Linked DNA regions of Muntiacus reevesi: regions 1 and 2 are each linked to region 3. A link is a contact called in public Hi-C data. All regions are on one chromosome and are shown on one strand. Each heading gives the region's core, a stretch centred on a gene start, on an enhancer-like site or on the middle of the called end of the contact. The rest is flanking DNA. Distances are from core to core; before and after follow the strand shown. Region 1 holds the start of MYNN (myoneurin). Region 2 holds the start of SEC62 (SEC62 homolog, preprotein translocation factor). Region 3 holds the start of SKIL (SKI like proto-oncogene).

Region 1 (3,761 bases), core at 218-2,717, 510 kb before region 3:
AAGGTCCCCGGTTCGAAACCGGGCGGAAACAGCTCTCATTTCCTTTCCCTTTTGAACAGGAGCAAAAGGATCCTGTGATCCTCCTTCTTACCCTTTTAAAAAGTAAAATTCTGACAATAATTTGCAGTACCTTGGGAATTTGGACTTTTAACGTGGATGTTATTAAACAAATATTCTTATTAATGGCTTGCACGTGGAAGAAGTGTTCCAGACTTTAAACAATTGTTTTTAAATTCAACTCACAACCTGATACTGAAAAAATAATGTACAGCCTACCAAGCGTAATTAAACGCAGGGTAAAAACTGGTAAGCCCTGTCACCTCGGCACTCTTTGTATTACAAGTCATTCGGTTTTCCATTAGTTTTCCCATTGAGATTGTTGATTTTTCTAAACGCCAGAGACCATGTTTTGCGCTCTTTCATATACTTCGTATCTGTTTGACACCTACTAGAGACTCACAGCTATCCCTCAATTAATAAATTACCGAAAAGGATTCCGACAAAAATAAATGTAATCAGAAAATTATACTCAAAGAGAAGACGAAATCAAGAAAGAACCAGACTCGTTTTTTCCCCTTATAAACCTAACGGTTATGGGGCTCCCCACCCCCACCCCCCCATAAACATGGTTCTAACCGAGAAGAAAGAATTTACAGACAGCAAACAAAATATGGTTGTAAAAAAAAATCTCGAGGAAAAAAAGAATTCAAGTTTACAATGTTCTTTAAAATAAAGTCGTGAGTAAATTTCCCACGGTCCTGACACAACTCTTAACAAGTAAAAAAAAAAAAAAAAAAGCCGAAGTTTTGGTTTTCTTAGATTTTTGATGTCCGCATAAAATTACTCACCCTAACATATGAGCACGTACCCCTTGTACGTCTTTTTAAATCACGGAGCTAACTAGCACGCCTTTCCCTCACTGTCGTTGACTGCGTGCTCAGTCCTGTCTGACTCTTTCCGACCCCATGGACCGCATGTAGCCCGCCAAGCTTCCCTCACTGTACAAAATCTGCATAGAATGCAAAAAATTGTATTAAATGCTTTCTAGTCCACAGCAGAACCTTTTCCGGTATAAAGCCCACTTTTCCCCAAGCGCATGCCCAGTGTGCCCTACAGCTTTGCGCCGCTTTCTTGCATCTCAGACTGCTATCACCAGGTAAGGGTATCCTGGATACTGGGCTCCAGTTGGCTGATGCAAACAAGACTCATAGTTTCTCAAGAGCTTTCTGGTAGTACCTAAAATAAAAAGGGGTGATCAGTCTCAGCTCCAAAATTCCCATGGCCCAGAGCCAGAGTACACAAAGCAGCTGTTCCCACTCGTGGGGCCTCACGGAAGTGGAGGATAATGGGAGAAGACGAGCAACTAACTACAAGCCCCAGCATACAATGCACAATTTGGTTCCTGGAAAGAGGCCGCAAGGCAGCGCGGCTCAGCCTCCGCGCAAAACGCAGGCGGAGCGCGAGATGCTGACTGTCTAGAATGCTCACGGTGAGGACGACAGTCGTGGCTCCGTAAGCAAGCCCTTAGTCTCCTAGCCGAGACGCTCCCGGTTTCCGGGTGCTCCTGGCAGGCTAAGGAGCGAGTTCTCTATGCACCAGCATGCTGCCCTCAGGCTGCTGTTGGACCTCCAGGGTCCTAGAGCCTACCGCGTAGCCGCGGAACGCGCGGGATCGGATGTGACGTCACCGTGGAGGAAACAGGGAAAGGCGGAGCGTGGCGTGGTGACGTATTTCCAAGATGGCGGAGAGAGAGTGAAGAAACTGTTCCCCCTCGGGTTTCTATAGGTGAGTTCTGTCTTTGCCCCCAGGCCGCTATTCCCGCTCTCTCCAGACCTTGGGGCATTGGAGGGCAGGCTCCGTGGAGTTCGCATTCAGGCCGGTGTGAAGATGTTAGGGTGGAAAGCTAGGGCGAGGCAGCCCCGGTGTTGGCCTTGGCCACAGCCTCTGCCGTGGGAATTGGGGGAGTGGGAGCTGGGCGAAGGGCAGGAAGGCGGAAGTCGGGAGAGACCGGCTTTTACTGTCACTCTCCTTGCGGCCTCGAGTAGACGGAGGTGGTGGTAGGAAGGAGCGTGGCCTCCTCGGGGCGGGTGACCAGATCTTTGACAACTCTTGGCCCTGCTGGTTCTCCGCCCCCTTCGGCACCCGCCTTGCGTTTAAGCCACTGTATGCTCTGCGGAAGTTAACGGGTTTCGAAGATTTGAGAGCAATTTTACACTTAATCGAAAGGCAGAGAAGCAGTTGAGAAAAATTTTAAAGAACTCGTACCATGTCCTTTGACCATTTGTCCCAAGGAATCATTTCTTAATGGTTTGTTAATTTTTTTTTTTTTCGTAATTTACGTGTGCCTACTGAGCTTGAAACTGTGAAGGTTCAACTGATGTTCAGTTCAGTCGCTCAGTCGTGTCCGACTCTTTGCGATGTAGAAGTGTGAAATTTTGCGGTGCTTTTTTTTTTCACTTTGTGGAAATGTTTTCACACATCGTCATTTGTTGACGTGTCCAAAGGATTGTGTTAGTTGACCAAGATGAAATAGAAACTAGGATGGCTTTTTATCCCTTCGGCATTTTTATCCGTATTTGCTTGATAAGAATTTTCTGGGGGCGTAAAATGAGAACAGGCTTTGTTCTTGTTTGGATTCTATGTCTCTTTATTCACCAATGGCTTGGGAGAAAAGTTTGATGAAAACATAGTGGTACTGATTTACTCTCTCTCTTGTTTTTTTAGAACAAGGATAGAATTCGATTCCGATATCAAAATGCAGTATTCGCACCACTGTGAGCACCTTTTAGAGAGACTGAACAAACAACGGGAAGCAGGTTTTCTTTGTGACTGCACCATAGTGATTGGGGAATTCCAGTTTAAAGCTCACAGGAATGTGCTTGCCTCGTTTAGTGAATATTTTGGTGCAATCTACAGGAGCACTTCTGAGAACAATGTCTTTCTTGATCAGAGTCAGGTGAAGGCTGATGGATTTCAGAAACTGTTGGAGTTTATATACACAGGAACTTTGAATCTTGACAGGTAAGGTATATATGTTATTTTCACTTACAAAAGCTGGTCAGTAGTCTTGAGCTAAAGCAGATTAGTATTTTCCCATTCAATACCTGAACTCTCAGTCTTCAAATACAGATGTGCCCAGTGTTTTTTTTTTAATAAAGAGGTCAATATCACTGGTTTGCAGTAAACAGACTACATTTCATAGGCACAAAAAGTACAGATGTTCGTAGGAATACAGCATGGTTTTTGACATATTTGACTTATCTACTGAAACAAAGTGTGTGTTTTGAGGAATGGAAACTTAAAGATCGAAATAGAAATACAATGAATTTTCATTAAATTCCAGTTTCCCCTTGCTTTTTGACCTGTAGGTTCCCTCTGGTCTACTCACTCTTCTTCATCCCCTACTTCATAAGATGTTTGGGTGGGAGGTATAGGTGGAGAAAGAAGAAAGAATCTGTTGGTTTTAAAGTGCCCCCTTTTCTAGCCATAAATAGCAACATGCAGGACCTCTTCCTGATCTTGATTCAGAAAAATTCAATGCTTAAGTCAGCTAGAATGCTTCTCTGAGATGTTGAATGCTGTCACTGCACTGAAAAGACGTAGGTTCTGAAGAACCTGATAAGGCAGGCATTTTGTCTTTCATTTTGATGAACTGTGTAGTTAATACTAATATGTTTACTCGTTGTTTGAGAGAAAGGCGATGGGGATAAAAGGAAAGAGAAACCCATGAAATTACTCCTGCCTTCTATTCTCCAGCTTTT
Region 2 (3,566 bases), core at 572-3,071, 330 kb before region 3:
TCTCAATTGGAGGAAAGGGAGAAATATATAAATATAAATACACACAAAGTATAAATAAATACTAGAAAAAAAAAGAATAAACTAAAATGATAACAGATCTTTGAGTGGTAGCATTAGGGATTTTTATTTCCTTCATCTTGCTTTTCTACATTTTTCCAATTTTCTACTATTTAAAATATTTAAAGCTTCCATTAAAGTCATGAGAATTTCTACCTAGAACCACTTACTAGCAATTTAAGCCCATTATCTTTATCTGGGCAACTCTAAAATAACAATGATGACACCACCCTTAGGGAAGAAAATGAAGAAGAAATAAAGAGCCTCTGGATGAAGGTGAAAAAGCTAACTTAAAACTCAACATTCAGAAAACTAAGGTCATAGCATCCGGGCCCATCACTTCATGGCAAACAGTAAGGGGAAACAATGCAAACAGTGACAGACTTTATTTGGGGGGGGGCTCCAAAATCACTGCAGATGGTGACTGCAGCCATGAAATTAAAAGACGGTTGCTCCTTGGAAGAAAAGCTTTGACCAACCTAGACAGCATATTAAAAAGCAGAGACATTACTTGGCCTACAAAAGTCCGTCTAGTCAAGGCTATGGTTTTTCTACTAGTCATGTATGGATGTGAGAGTTGGACTACAAAGAAAGCTAAGGGCTGAAGAACTGATGCTTTTGTACTGTGGTGTTGGAGAAGACTCTAGAGAGTCGCTTGGACTGCAAGGAGATCAAACCAGTCCACCTAAAGGAAATCAGTTCTGAATATTCATTGGAAGGACTGGATGCTGAAACTGAAACTCCAATACTTTGGCCACCTGATGCGAAGAACTGACTCACTGGAAAACACCCTGATGCTGGGAAAGATTGAAGGCAGGAGGAGAAGGGGAGGACAGAGGATGAAATGGTTTGAAGGCATCACCAACTGGATGGACCTGAGTTTGAGTAAGCTCTGGGAATGGGTGAGGAACAGGGAAGCCTGGCCTGTTGCAGTCCATGGGGTCGCAAAGAGTCAGACACGACTGAGCGACTGAACTCACTCACTGAAAATAACAATAGTTATAACTAGTGTCCAAGTACCCTGCGGTCTTCTTAATTTCAACTTCTTAGATGTTCTCTATTTATCTTATTAGTTCCTCGTACCTCCCTGAGTTCTGACGCCTGGATTCTAAAAGTGCGTTTTGAGAACCAACGTGGAAAATGGAATGCGGAATCCAAAGTCTGTGTCAGACGAGCCCAACTACTCTCTACTTTGCATGGGGAAAGATAATTGGTCTTCAATCTAGGATGTGCCATTTACTAACTGTGGAGCCTTAGGATAAACCAGTTCATATCGCTGCACCTCCGCTGTCTCAGTTTTCCCATCTTCAAAATGGGGTTAGTAGGATTTACAAATGGGGAATGGATAGGATAGGGCTCACTGGCAAGAAAGGAGTATCACAAAGACTCTAGAATTCCACAGGTCCCAGTAAATCCTAGGGGGAAAGCTCCACCCCAAACCTACTGACTCCGAGGGGGTGGACCCCGGAATCTGTATTTTAACAGCTTTCCAGGTGAGTCAGATGTCTAGTCAAGAGGACTCTTGCCAGTCCCCCAGCTCTTTGATCCACTTATTAATTTCCTTCTGGTCCCAGCGATTTCCAGTTCCCGCAAAAAAAAGAAAAAAAAAAAAAAGGAGCCGAGGAAAAAGGGGAGAAAAAGCATATCCAGGGTCGGAGTGGCCGATACCGATCATTTGCCAGCTTCCCTCCTTCCCCGGCGCCAGCCGCCGGGTTACATAACGGGTCCCGCGGCGCGCTCTCGCGAGGTTTCCACCGCCCCCGCCTCGCTCCACGTCAGAGGGAACCGGGCGGAGCGGCCAACATGGCGGAACGCAGGCGACACAAGAAGCGGATTCAGGTAGCAAAGCCGAACCCTGGGGTAGGGGGCTTAAGGGCGCTAGGAAGTGGAAGATGCTGAGAAAGCTCCCGGGAAGGGCGAGCGAAATCGAGGACGAGGTGGGGTGGGGTTCCACCGCGAGGCCGCAGGTTGTGGGCTGCGTCGTTGTGAGGGGCCTGAGGAAGGGCGGCGTTGGAGACGGCGGAGACAGGCGGAGGTGCTCGGGCTGCGGCGGAAGGCAGAAGGCGCTGCGCTCGGAATCGGCCGTGGAGGCGCGGCCGTCAGTTCAAGGTTCCGGTGGAGGCGCCGGCCTGGGCCTGTGCTGGGAGGTCAGCGCCCTCCAAGCGCAGACATCGACCCTCCCGGGCTCCTCCCCTCCCTTCTCCACCCCATCTTTTCGCCTTAGCTGTCCCGAAATTGAGGCCACGGTAACTAGGGTAGAAGAAGGCGGAGGAGTGATCTAAAGCTGCCGTTCTTTGTGCGCGTATAGAAGGACCGTAGGAGGTGGGAGTGAGCAGGGTTTGGTCAGCTGCCCCGAGGCCCAGGCGACGAACTGCGTATCCAGGTGTTCGTTTGCTGTACCCTTCTTCCTCCTTTTTATTATTAACGTAAGCGTCCAGCTGAAGCTTTGTGGCTTTCTTTCAGCGACACAATGTAAATAAACAAAACTCGGTACGGCAACGAGCGGGTCGCGCCTAGGAACCTTTGACATGGCAGGGTGTCATCCTCATAACCTGCATAGCATCCCTCCCTCATTCCACAGGCCTGTCATCTGTGTATTTCTTCCCTACAATTTTCCCCTGTTGTTCATGCTCTCTGCTCAGAGGATTAAATATGTGGAACATCTTCGACTCACGATGTGTCTCTCCTTGTTAGTTTATGTGCCTAGAAACCTTCATATGTCATCATAAATTGGGCTTGTTGTAAATTGTTAATATGCTAATCACAAATTGTTACACTCATTTTCTTTCTGTTCCTTACTGTTTCATTGCTTAGAATGACTTTTCGTCTGATGTTTTATTTCCCCATTTAAAAAAAGTTTATCACTTAACTTACACCACGGGTGATTTAGGTATGCAAGTTAAAATTATCCTTAAAAGTCTGAAGTACTAGGGGAAAAAAAGATGCCAGTGATCAGTAAATCTGGAATTTTGTAATAGGGCAGAAATAAGAGAGTAGTTTCAAATAGAGTACAGAACGGGACCAGAAAGAGACAAATCCTGCCCCCTCCCACAAGTTCAGACAGGCCATAAAACCAAAGCTTAAGTTTATTGTGAAAGAAGTTTGTAATTATACTATTCCTAGTCTTTCAAAATTTAATGTTATTGGTCAGTTCTGGATACATAATATTTTCATTAGAATTTGTACTGAAGTTGTCAAATTAGTACTTACTGAATTTCTTATATTTACACATATGGTACATTTTATGGCCCTAAATAAACTTTTTTTTTTTTTTTAATTTCAACTGTTCTTTACTGTGGTCACAAAGGTGATCCTAATTTACTTTGAATAGCTGCTCTATTTCTTTTTTTTTTTTTTTTTTTTTCATCTAATTCAATTGTGATCTCATATTAAGCAAAAAGATAGATTAAAAACTGGTATAGCAGTGATAGTCACTGGGAGCTAAAACATACTGTGCCAGTTGGTACCCCAGTGTCAGTAATTACTTGCTGTGTAACTTTGGTCAAATT
Region 3 (3,455 bases), core at 620-3,119:
GTACATTTTGTACTTTGACGAAAAAAAAAAAAGTCCTCAAAACCTGATGGGTTCTAGTCACATGTGCCTGTCACTATTTCTCAAACCATTGTACACAAAACTACAGGCACAAAAGGTTCTTCACTCAAGAAACAGATTCTTGGGGAAAGCAAATCAAAAGAACAGGGGAGAGGATAAAATGTTTGATTTTTCAAGTCTATTTACTGTCCAGTTGATTCTGCTGCTTAGGCCTTTGATTGTGCTACCAAGTAATTATTTCTACGGTTGATAAAATGAGTACTGTATATTTATTTATCATTAATTGCAGTTTGAAATCACTTTAAAAAAAGATCTGTCATTTTGGCTTCTAAAATTGGTCTGCGATTGCCCACTCTCAAGACTGTCCAGTCTCCCACACTAGACCTTCAGCCGGGCCTTCCGACTATTCTGGAGGTTAGAAAACCTGTCCCCCCGTCTCGCAGATGCTGCTCTCCCCGCACCGGCTCTGCACAGAACATCATTATCTTTGCTGAGCTTCTGTCTCTATGGCAATAACAGATGGGAAGTGCTGCGGAATTATTCATGTTCTGGAAAGCAGGCAGTCAAGGAGGAGAGGAAGGTGGGGGGTGGGAGAGGGGCACGACCTGGGAGCCCGGCGATGGGGGTGGGAGGAATGGAACTTGGGTGTGCAGGGAATGAGAGGCTTGTAAGCCTCGGGTAGGCCCGTTGGGAGGAAAACAGGAAAAAAAAAAATCTATGAGCACAGGAGTATTCCCAGTCGGCTGGCTCCAAATGTGGATCCCATGAGTGACCTCGAAGCAGTAAAACCAGAAGAAATTGGACGAAAATGCGCAAAAAGGGGAAAAAATCGGGGGGGGGGGCGGGGCTGGGGGGGGCACAACGCCAAGTCTTCTGAATTCGGTGCACTGAGATCTGGGGTACTATTTCAGTTCCTAATTTTGCGGTGGGGTGGAAAAAAGGGGTTTTTCTTGGTGTTTCGAAATATGACGGAGCAGCTCGGCAGAGTTCAATATGCTAATCGACCACAGCGGAACACCGACAAGGGAGACGGCTCTGTTCGGCCCCGAGGGTTACAGCCGAAAGCGCTTCGGTCATCGCTTTCCTCGTCTCATCTCCTGTTCGCCTCCAAAACAAAATCCCAAACCCCTCAGGAAACACTGTAGAAGCATGTAATTTCTAGCTCCCTTTTGGAACCGAGAGAGCAGTCTGGTGAGGGGGTAGGGGGAGGGAGGCTGAGAAGTAGAGACAAAAATGTTTTCTCTCGGTTTTGCCAGAACTTCTGCCAGCCCTCCAGCCCGGCCCGATGGCGGAGAAGGTCAGCCCAGGGAAGGCGTCTGGGCGGAGGCCGCCCAGGCAAGGCGGGGGCCGCCGGGGTGGGGCGGAGCGCAGCGCAGCGCCGGCAGCTGGCGGGGCGGCCCTCGGGCGGGAGGCCCCGCGGGGGCGGGGGGCAGCCCCCGCGCGCAGGGCCCACACGGGGGGCGCGGCTGGGCGGCCGCCACCCGGCTGCCTCCGGGGCGGGGCGGCCCAGCTGCGGCCCCGCGGGGGGAGGGTCGCCTGTGCCTGACCTCGGGCCGCGGCGCTCGGCCGGGCGGACCTTGCCTCCGCCCTGCCGGCTGCTGGGGTCGCGCACAGTGCACCGCGCGGTCGCCCTGCCCCCCTCTCTCCGTGTCGCGCGGCGGCCGAGCGACCAGGGCGCCCCCGGGTCTGGCCCGTCTCCACGGAGCAGCGGGTGGGGCGGGGGCGGGGCGGTGGCGGCCCCAGACAGCCGGCTAGGCGACTCGAGGAAGGAAGGAGGGAGGGCGGCGGTGGGGGTGGGGCGGGGAGGGAACATCCTGTCTGCGCCGGGTGCACCGCAGACAGCGCCGCGCGCCAGCCGCCCAGACGGCGCGCGGGGCCAGGAGCGCCGAGCGCGCGCCTGGGGGAGGGGCGCGCGCGCCAGACGACGGGCTGGGGGAGCCCTAGGGAGCCACTATAGGGCAGACGGCGCGCGCGCCCCCGAGGGGCTAGGAGCCGCGAGGCGGCGGCGGCGGGCTCGCGCGCGCGGTGCCGCCGCTGGCTCAGTTCTCCTCTCCTCCCCTCCCCCCCCGCCGCCCTCGCTCTCCCCCGGGCGGCCGGAGACGGCGGCGGCGTCTGCGGGAAGCCGTGTGTCTCCGCAGTGACGTGGGCGGGCCGAGGGCTCGGTGACGTCAGAGGGCTGTGTGTAGCGATGTGTGTGGGGTTCGGAGCGGCGCCGGCACAGCCAAGGGGAGCGGGCGAGCGGCGGCGGCGGCGGCGGGCACAGGTGCGGCCTCGGCTCGCGGGGGGCGGACGCGGCGGTAGGCTAGGGGCGCGCGGCTCCCGGGGCGCCCGACGGCGGCGCCGGGCGTCAAGGGGAGTTAACAAAGCTCGTCGGGCTTCCTCGGGTGCGGAGGCCGTAGTCGGCGGTCCGGATGCCTGGGTCCCGGGTGGGGTCGGGGCCACGGGGGGGCGCGGGCCGGGTGTCCCACGGCGGGTCATGCCTCGCTGATCCCGGGTGATGGGCGCGGGCAGGGGCCAGGTGCTGCACTTGACTGGACCCGTCGGGACCCCGGACCCTGGACGCCCGTCACTGTCCCCTTCCGCCCCCCGCCGCCCGTCTGCGCTCCGCGGGGATGCCCCGGGCTCGACCCGGTAGGTCGGCGCTCAGCGACTGGGAGGTCCCGGCTCGGCGCCCCTCCCGTCCGCTGACCCCTCTCTCCTCTGCCCTGGGCAGGCGAGGGGAGGTGCAGCCTTACGGGTGCTGGGGTAACACCCGAGAACTTCCCGGGGAGAGGGTGCGCGGGGGATTTCCACAGTCCTGCCTGCGGCCCCCTTAGCGGGGCGGTGTTGGGAGGGCACCGGGGTGTTCCGAGACTGCGGGGGGGGCGGGGTTGGGGGGGGGGACTCCTTTTCTTCCACTTCCCACTACCCGCTTGCAAGCCCGAGGCGTCCCGGGTCCCTTGCCCTCCTCTCCCCGCCTCCGCCTCGGGTTTAAGGTGGGTGAATGGCTTTGCGTGGGCCGAGGATCTCAGGGTTTGAGGGCTCCCCATTCTAAGTCATGCCTCCTGCCCTCTTCCTTGGCCTGCGTAGGCTGAGGTGTTCCTGTGGTGGGCGAAAGTCAGTACGTTGGCTAGTGGCCTTGGTACTTAACCCTTTGGGTCTGTTTTAAGGTAAATTGCTGGGAGTTTGGCTGGCAAAATTTTCTGTTTACTGGATTTCTTTTGGATTTTCTCTCAAGAAGGAAGTGGAAGAAGAAGCTTTGCTTTTTCCCTCTTCCTCCATTTGCATTCTTTGTGAGGTCTGTCTGCCTTGTGCTTTTTGTCCCGGATTAGTCTTATTCAAGGATGGAGATTCCCAGGAGTGGAGTCTATAGCTTTTGGCTTCCATTAAGCAAATTCGCTAACCTTTTAAAGGGAAAGTTAATTTTTGCCTACAGCTATTCCAGAAAAATAACGTAC

Evidence for each region. A called contact is a pair of places that touch in the nucleus more often than the background predicts.
Region 1: a Hi-C map of muscle shows a contact between it and region 3, with 3 times the contacts expected there. The contact joins the promoter of MYNN here to the promoter of SKIL in region 3. A contact is called at or near these places in 2 of 3 Hi-C or Micro-C datasets (blood and muscle).
Region 2: a contact with region 3 is called in a Hi-C map of blood, with 5 times the contacts expected there. The contact joins the promoter of SEC62 here to the promoter of SKIL in region 3. A contact is called at or near these places in 2 of 3 Hi-C or Micro-C datasets (blood and muscle).

The regions. Positions count from the first base shown.
Region 1 is chr8:74,422,131-74,425,891 of mMunRee1.1, reverse strand. It overlaps MYNN (myoneurin), which reads left to right and starts at 1,467. Exons shown (of 9, transcript XR_010664261.1): 1 at 1,467-1,785; 2 at 2,725-3,021. It overlaps ACTRT3 (actin related protein T3), which reads right to left and starts at 1,768. Exons shown (of 4, transcript XM_065943450.1): 1 at 1,648-1,768; 2 at 849-1,236. The coding sequence starts at 856. TRNAV-AAC (transfer RNA valine (anticodon AAC)) reads left to right here; the gene lies at 1-31.
Region 2 is chr8:74,241,741-74,245,306 of mMunRee1.1, reverse strand. SEC62 (SEC62 homolog, preprotein translocation factor) reads left to right here and starts at 1,821. Exons shown (of 8, transcript XM_065942096.1): 1 at 1,821-1,896. The coding sequence starts at 1,861.
Region 3 is chr8:73,912,017-73,915,471 of mMunRee1.1, reverse strand. SKIL (SKI like proto-oncogene) reads left to right here and starts at 1,869. Exons shown (of 7, transcript XM_065942688.1): 1 at 1,869-2,281.